Regions from separate parts of the Rattus norvegicus genome. Here region 1 is linked to region 2. A link is a contact called in public Hi-C data. All regions are on one chromosome and are shown on one strand. The core of a region is the stretch at or near the end of the contact, and the rest is flanking DNA. Distances in the headings are between cores, read along the strand shown.

The links. Hi-C and Micro-C count contacts between places; a contact is called where the count stands out from the background.
Region 1: a contact with region 2 is called in a Hi-C map of liver, with 2.7 times the contacts expected there. The contact joins the promoter of Tfb1m here to the promoter of Scaf8 in region 2. A contact is called at or near these places in 3 of 12 Hi-C or Micro-C datasets (frontal cortex, kidney and liver) and 1 of 1 datasets of contacts at active chromatin or transcription factors (oligodendrocytes).

The regions. Positions count from the first base shown.
Region 1 is chr1:46,565,397-46,568,902 of GRCr8, reverse strand. It overlaps Tfb1m (transcription factor B1, mitochondrial), which reads left to right and starts at 1,955. Exons shown (of 7, transcript NM_181474.2): 1 at 1,955-2,107. The coding sequence starts at 1,975.
Region 2 is chr1:46,131,238-46,134,734 of GRCr8, reverse strand. Scaf8 (SR-related CTD-associated factor 8) reads right to left here and starts at 1,655. Exons shown (of 20, transcript NM_139094.1): 1 at 1,304-1,655. The coding sequence starts at 1,333.

The sequences.
Region 1 (3,506 bases), core at 706-3,205, 430 kb before region 2:
GATTCAGTTATAATCAAGTAAAATCAGATCGAAAAAGGTAAAAATCCTCCCACTTATGAAAAATATTTTAAGAGTTTTCATTTCTTTCTTGTTTTCTCAAACATCACAGGAAGACAGAACCTTTTTGTCTTCTCTTGGTACTTGGATTTTAAGCATCAAATAGCCTTTCTCCGTTGACTTCCCTGCCTGATGAGCAGGCCTTCCCTTTATACTTTGAAGTGTGGGGAAGCTGCTTCTCGCCTTCAACAATATGTCGTCATAGAATCTACCCGGATCTGTATTGTAGCAACTGGTGAGAGAGTAAGTCCAAACCGCTCGGTTCTGAAGCCTGGTACATTTTTTAGTTGAGATTTTTTTAAAAAGAGTAACCCCTTTATGGTTCACTTCCCAACTACTTCTCTGTGTGCAGAGGAGAGATTGCAAAGCCTGCAGCATGAACCGACTTAGAAAGTCTAAAAAGAGGTCAGGATGCTGACCGTGCTAGTATTGCTTAAAAACATCAGCCACTGCACGTGCATTTAGACTACCGCTGGAGTCCGTGATCTTCCAGCTTTGCAAATCACATGGCCTCGCCAAGCTTCTTGATGCTGCTTTAAACGGAAGTGAGCAATATGTGTCCCATTTCGCAAGACTACCCCTGAGAGATTTAAAAGGGAATATGAAAGAAGAACTAATGGTATCAAAAACACTTCTCTAAGTTTAAAGTGCTCAACTCAAGAGACAAAAATTACAGCATATTTAAAGATCCAGAACGGCTTTCATTGACGATTCTAAACTTAGGCAGCCCTTTGAACTCTTCGAAAGAACTCTGGCCAGAAAATGGACAGGCATTGTTCAATGACAAGAAAAGAGAAATTATCCAGAGACCAGTTTAGTTGGTTATGGTTAGCTGTTTTGCTTTACTTGAGTCAGTTGGTCTCTTATTATTGGTTAAAGCTGGGGTGCTGTTAACCGGCTGGCACTCCGCCGCTTGCTCAAAAGTGTAAGTCCTAAACTCGGTTTTCAGCTGGCTTACCTTAAATGAGCCTATAGTTCTCTGTGGAACTAAGTTCTGAGGCATGCTATGGCTGGATGTAAGTTATCTTCAAGGAACTATGCCAAACCCAGACAAGAATAGTATGTGCCCCCTCCCCGACACACACACACACACACACACACACACACAATATAGGAGGGGAAAGGGAGTCATAAGTAAAAGAACTATCAGGAACAGGAAAGTAGAGAGGGGAACAATTGACCGTAATAACCAGAGTAAATATGATCATAGTATGTTATGTGCATGTTTGGGAAAAGTCACAAACAATACCTCTGTAAAATCAACATACGCTAATTTTTTAAAAAGGGAGGTTTCTCCTCAGCTGGATACATTTTGATTGCTCAGGAGGGTCTGCTCTCTGCACAAACCCCAGTAAGATCCGGCACCTCCTATAAAAACTTCTTCAGGTGCCAAATCATTGCCGCGGTAACTTGCGGCTGCTGACAGCAAGCTGACCTTACGCCACAACCATGCACAGGGTGACCGCTTTCATATGGCGCTCACAACTTTGAACTACTTAACAGAACAAAACAGTGCAGCTGAGAGAAGTAACGAACGCAAGGAAATAAAAAATAACTAGCCTAGGGCGGGAGAGTGGGGGGGCGGGCGGAACCTAGCTACAAACAGCAAGCAGCCAATCATCATCTTTCCTGCTACCGATCAAAAGTCAAATCTTTGGAATGTCAAAGGCCTGGGGAGCCTCCCAGAGGCGGGGTTACAAAGACCACGCCTCTCCTAGACTCCGCCTCCTCCCAGCCTGCACTGCTTTCGACCTGACGTGATCCTGCGCTCCCAGCACATACGGACTTCCTGTCTTCTTCGTCATTTCCGGCAAGTTTCTCTACCCAATAAAGTGGCCTCAGAGGCGGGCAATCGTCTCCAAAGCCCCGCCTCCTGCACGCCATAGAAAATTCCTGCCGCGTGTGTATGTAGGTCTCATGGCTGCCTCGGGAAAGCTCGGCACTTTCCGCCTCCCCCCGTTACCCACCATTCGAGAAATCATTAAGTTGTTCGGACTGCGAGCGGCGAAGCAGCTTTCCCAGAATTTCCTCCTGGACTTGAGGCTGACAGGTGGCTGAGTCGTCAGTTCTCCCGGGTGGGCGCGGGCGGGTGATGGAGCCGGGCGGGACCGGCAGCTGTCAGTCCAGCTCTGCTCCTCAGGTCCTGCTGGCGGGCTGAGGCGACGCTCTGTGGTGGACCGCTCTGTCCGCCCGAGTTGCTTCCCGCGCACTTCAGGATGAGCGGGATTTGAATTAGTGCGGTTTTCCTCTTCACCCTGTTCCCAGTAATCTCGTCTGTAAATCTCAGCACTCGCGGAGCAGAGACCGGAGGACTGCCGCCAGTTAGAGACAGAGAGACTCTTATTTCAAAAACGAATCCAAAATAGTACGTAGGATAAACAGTCACTTAAATCTAGGAATCTCTCTAGGGAATGGAGATTCGCTCTGTAACTTCATTCATAACCAGACGGTGCCTACAGCTACCTTGTGCCCATGTTGGGACTGTGTGTGATATGGAAGCAACAGCCTTGAGTTTGCAGTTAATAAGTTGACATCCTCTGGCTTCTTTAAAAATAACTTTGATGCGGTTAAATTTATATAAGATGCAGGTCACCAGTTTGACACCCACGTTTTGATGAGTTTACATAGGTGTCTGTTGGTCTCATTACCACCAACGTGTTAGAGATGCTCTCCATGGAGAATAATGTCTGCTGCAAATGCAGGCACTAGTGGACTGTTGGGAATACTTAGGACTTTAGCCCCTCCCCTTAAATTAAAAGGGGCAGTGTGTCACACACACACATTCTCCTTCAAAATCAGTTTTGATTACATGGACCACAAAACATAAGTTATTTTTATTTCTTGGTTTTGGAGCCTTTATTCTACCCGTAGCAGTATTAATTTGGGTTAAACAGTTAACTCCACTCAAGTTTTCTCATCTTTTGATAGAAAGGCCTACAAGAACCTTAAGATACCTACTTCTAGATTCTTTGGTTTTAGCACCCTCTGCTGAAATGCAGTCTCTGTGTCTAAGGCTAGCCTCAAACTCACTATAGGAGATGTCATTGAATGTCTGACCCTCTCTCGTGCCTTCTCCCAAGTGCTGAAATTCTAAGCATATACCACCATGCTGTTACTGATTGCCGAGTATGGAACCCAGCACTTCATGCATGTTAGGCAAACATTCATCAATTAATTGAATTACATCACCAGCCATTCGGTTTTTTATTGTGGTCTCATGTGTGCTGATAGGAGTAAGTTCCTAGATCCTTTGTCCAGTCTTTGCGTGTGTGTGCGTGGGGGAGGGGGGAAGCAGAGTGAAAGTAACTAAAGATATGTGTCCTAGTGAGCTCAGATGGGGCAGGACTGAAGCCCAGACTTAGGGGTTTGACCCCGAGTCTTTGATAACTGGTTGGACTTAAGTGTTCCTGCTATGCTAGCTGAATGCAACCACTGTGCTCGCTTCAGCA
Region 2 (3,497 bases), core at 406-2,905:
AGCAAATTAAAAGGCAACACGGCTGTTTTCTTATACAGTTACAAAATATTAAAAATAGCTAATTACATTTTCACTAAACTTTTATTCCATATCCTAAATATATATCATTGGGAGGGAGAATTAAGTTTCTTAAGAGGATAACTGTCCATATTATCAGTTATAAATTCACAAGATTTCCAAAAGAATTGGTCAGTATCAGGAAGTTCACCACTACTTAAAGTAATATGCATATTCGAGAACTTTATCTAACTTTCAACAACCCCTTTTGCAGCATTTCCCAATGCTACCTACCATAAACAAAAAACAAAACAAAAGATGAAACTGCAGAAAGGCATTTAAGAGCGCTGTCCCATTTGGACATCCACAAATACTATTTTAAAAACTCATGTGCTTAAGACATTAATAGTCTTATTACTGAGCATTAACACTCCCAAATCAAAAGTTCTGAAAACTATGCTAATTAGTTAGCATGCATTTAAATATGCATGCGTTTCTAAAAGGTACAAGATAACGCTGACCCTGTATTTGCTACATTTAATATCCGAATAGCTATTATTCCTTAAAAAGAAACTGTATGTTTTCAAAGCCTGTCTTCCAATCAGATCAGTAAATTCAGTAAACAGTAAAAAAATGGACACCTACATTAAAAAAAAAATCTGCTTAGCCTGACACGTGAATGAACCCGTGGCAAATGACTCTCCCAGCTTCTTTCCCCCCTTCTGGGTGCACAACGTCTCCCTAATATTCGTCTCTTTATCCCTAACAGATGATCAGAAGAGCAAGCAGAATTTTTTAAAAAGAAAAGGGAGGGAGAGATTGCAGAATGATGTTGCCTCCCTACCAACCATCCAATTAGCGAGGTCCCTGGCTGGCTGGCAAGTCACCTAGTCAACAGAACCTCAATAATAAACACTACGTGTAACGTGACCGCGGATCACCACCCCGTGGGTCCTCTCCAGGGCCTCGCATCCGTGTGTCAGCTTCCTCAGTCACCCGGGAGGACCTGCAGAGTGATGTCCTGCAACAGTTCAGACCCTGCAAGGCCACGGGCTGGGCGCGGGAGCGGGTGGGAGGGAAAGGCCTCTGTGGAACCCACCCGGGAGCGTGGCGCGGCCGCCTCGGGGACCGGCCCTCCCCTGGCCCTCCCTCAGGCCGGCCCGGGGAGGGGCGCGGGACGTTCCCCTCCCCCACGGCCGCCCAGCCACCGTCGCCCAACCCGGGGGAGCTGCGTGCGGCCCGCGCCCTTGCTCAGCACGCGAGCCCCGGGCCTGGCCTGGCGGGGAGGCCGGGTTGCGGTACGAACCTCGCTGTTGAAGGTCTTCACGGCCTCCATGTTGTCTGCGCAGAGGCCCGGGGCCCGGCGAAGGAAGAGGCGGCGGCTGGGCGCGTTGCGTGCGGAAGGGCGGGCGACGGGCCCAGGAGGCCGCGGAGCACGGCTAGCTGGAGACGCTCCTCAGCGCCCGTGAGGTCCCGGCATGGCCGCGGGGCGGGCGCAGCGAGCAGGACCGAGGCCGCCGGGGCGGGTCGGCGGCGGGGGAGGGGCTGGCGCGGCGCCTTCTCTGCTTCTCCGCCCCGCTCGGAAGCGGCCTCCACACTCAAGCTTCGGCCCCCTCCACTCTCCACCCCCTTCTCCTCCTTCCTCTTCCTCCCACGGGCTCCTGTGTCACCTCCCTGCCGCCTAGGCCGCGGGAACCTGCAACGCGCAGCGAAGACACAGGAGGAAGCGCTGACCGCGGCGGCTGCGGCATCCAATATGGCGGACGCGGTCGAGCCGCGCACTCAGAGTCGGCGGCGCCGGCCAGCGCGCCCCCTGGCGACCAGGCCGCGCGAGGCCTGCGGCCGCGCCATACCATCGAGACGGTACAGGCCAGAGAGGCCGGAGTCGCTGCGGCGGGAGAGGGGGACCCGGGCTCTGTGCTGCCCGCGTCCCCGGCTGCGGGAGTGAGCGCTGCGGCGCGGACAGAGGGACTCTCGGTGGCTGGTCCCGCCGGTGAGCGTTGCTCTGAGAAAAACCCAAAGTGCAGGGGAAAGACGGAATGGCGGAAACTACGGTGTCTCCGTTGCTGCTTCCCGGTGGGATGGCGCCTGCCGTGGAGGCGGGGTTGAAGTGCCTTTGAGAACTTTAGCGAGTATTGACTTAGATTCCTCGTCGCCACCGTGTGCCTTGGAGTCCTAGTGGCGGGGAGCAAACGCTGCACACAAAAGCTGGCTCGGGACGCGGGCAACCGCCGTCTGGGAAATGCGAGAGTGCGAGCCGGGCCTGGGCATCCCGGAGGCGGGAAGGAACCCATAACGCCCCCGTTTGGACGCGGAAATGCAACCCGTTTTGTTGTTGTTTGGGTTGTTTGTTTGTTTGTTTGTTTGTTTTTTAGGAAGCGGGTTATTCCCAAGGAATTTGGCCCCAAGTTATCGGAGCAGAGGATGATTGCGGATTTTAGGATCGAGACGTGCTACTACTGGTGAAGCCGCTTAGTGCTTGCTTGAAGTTAAACCGGGATCGGGGAACGATTGTTCTCAGTGAACGCACCCACACATACTACCACCCTTGTTGAAAGTCATTTGCCATCGCTCCTCCCCAAATTCATGCAAAACGAAAAGGGAGAGAAAAATGGGTTGCTTTAGATTAAAGTATTTCCTAAGAGCTAAGTCCAGAGCCCTGTGAAACAATCTTTAAGTCCGCTTCATTCACAGCTTTGCTCCTGGTGCTGGCTGTTTCGAGGGTAAAAATTAGGATGGGAAGCTTACATTTTTTTTTTCACCTGCTATCTCAAAACCAAGTCATCTCCACCTCCTCCAGCGCTCACAGGCCTAACCCTGATGATCCTGCTGTCTCTAGGACAGTAGCCAAAATGATCTACTTTAGACACACCCCTTGCTTAAACCCCCAGCAATACTTTTCCATTGCCCTTTAAATACATCCTTTGGGGGCTGGGGATTTAGCTCAGTGGTAGAGCGCTTACCTAGGAAGCACAAGGCCCTGGGTTTGGTCCCCAGCTCCGAAAAAAAGAACCAAAAAAAATAAATAAATAAATAAAAAAATAAATAAATACATCCTTTGGTCTTGCAGCAGTATGAAGGCACTGCTGCCTCTGCACATGCCACCTTCCACACAGTCCCTTGACAACAGAGAGCGAGCGTTTGCTCACCGGAGTGCCTTGTGCCAGTTCCCTTAGCTAGCTGCTGTTGATCATGGTTGGTTGCTTTCTCATAGCTGACCTTTCAAGAAGTCTGATGAAGTGATGCTAGGACTTGAGGCTCACATTCAGCCTTACTCAAGCCAGGCTGTCATAAGAATTCCTACTTTGGCCATATTCACTCAGTAACACAGAACAAAATGCAGTGTAAATCACCGAGCCCTAACAAGTTGACCTACTGTGCAATCTGATCTAGAAAGATTCCACATCCAGAGAAATACTAGAGGACTGTGAGGGGAAGGGGGCAGTCCATAGAAACAAAGCAAGGGGGAAGGAAAAACTTAGAAGAATCTAGAGTCTTGG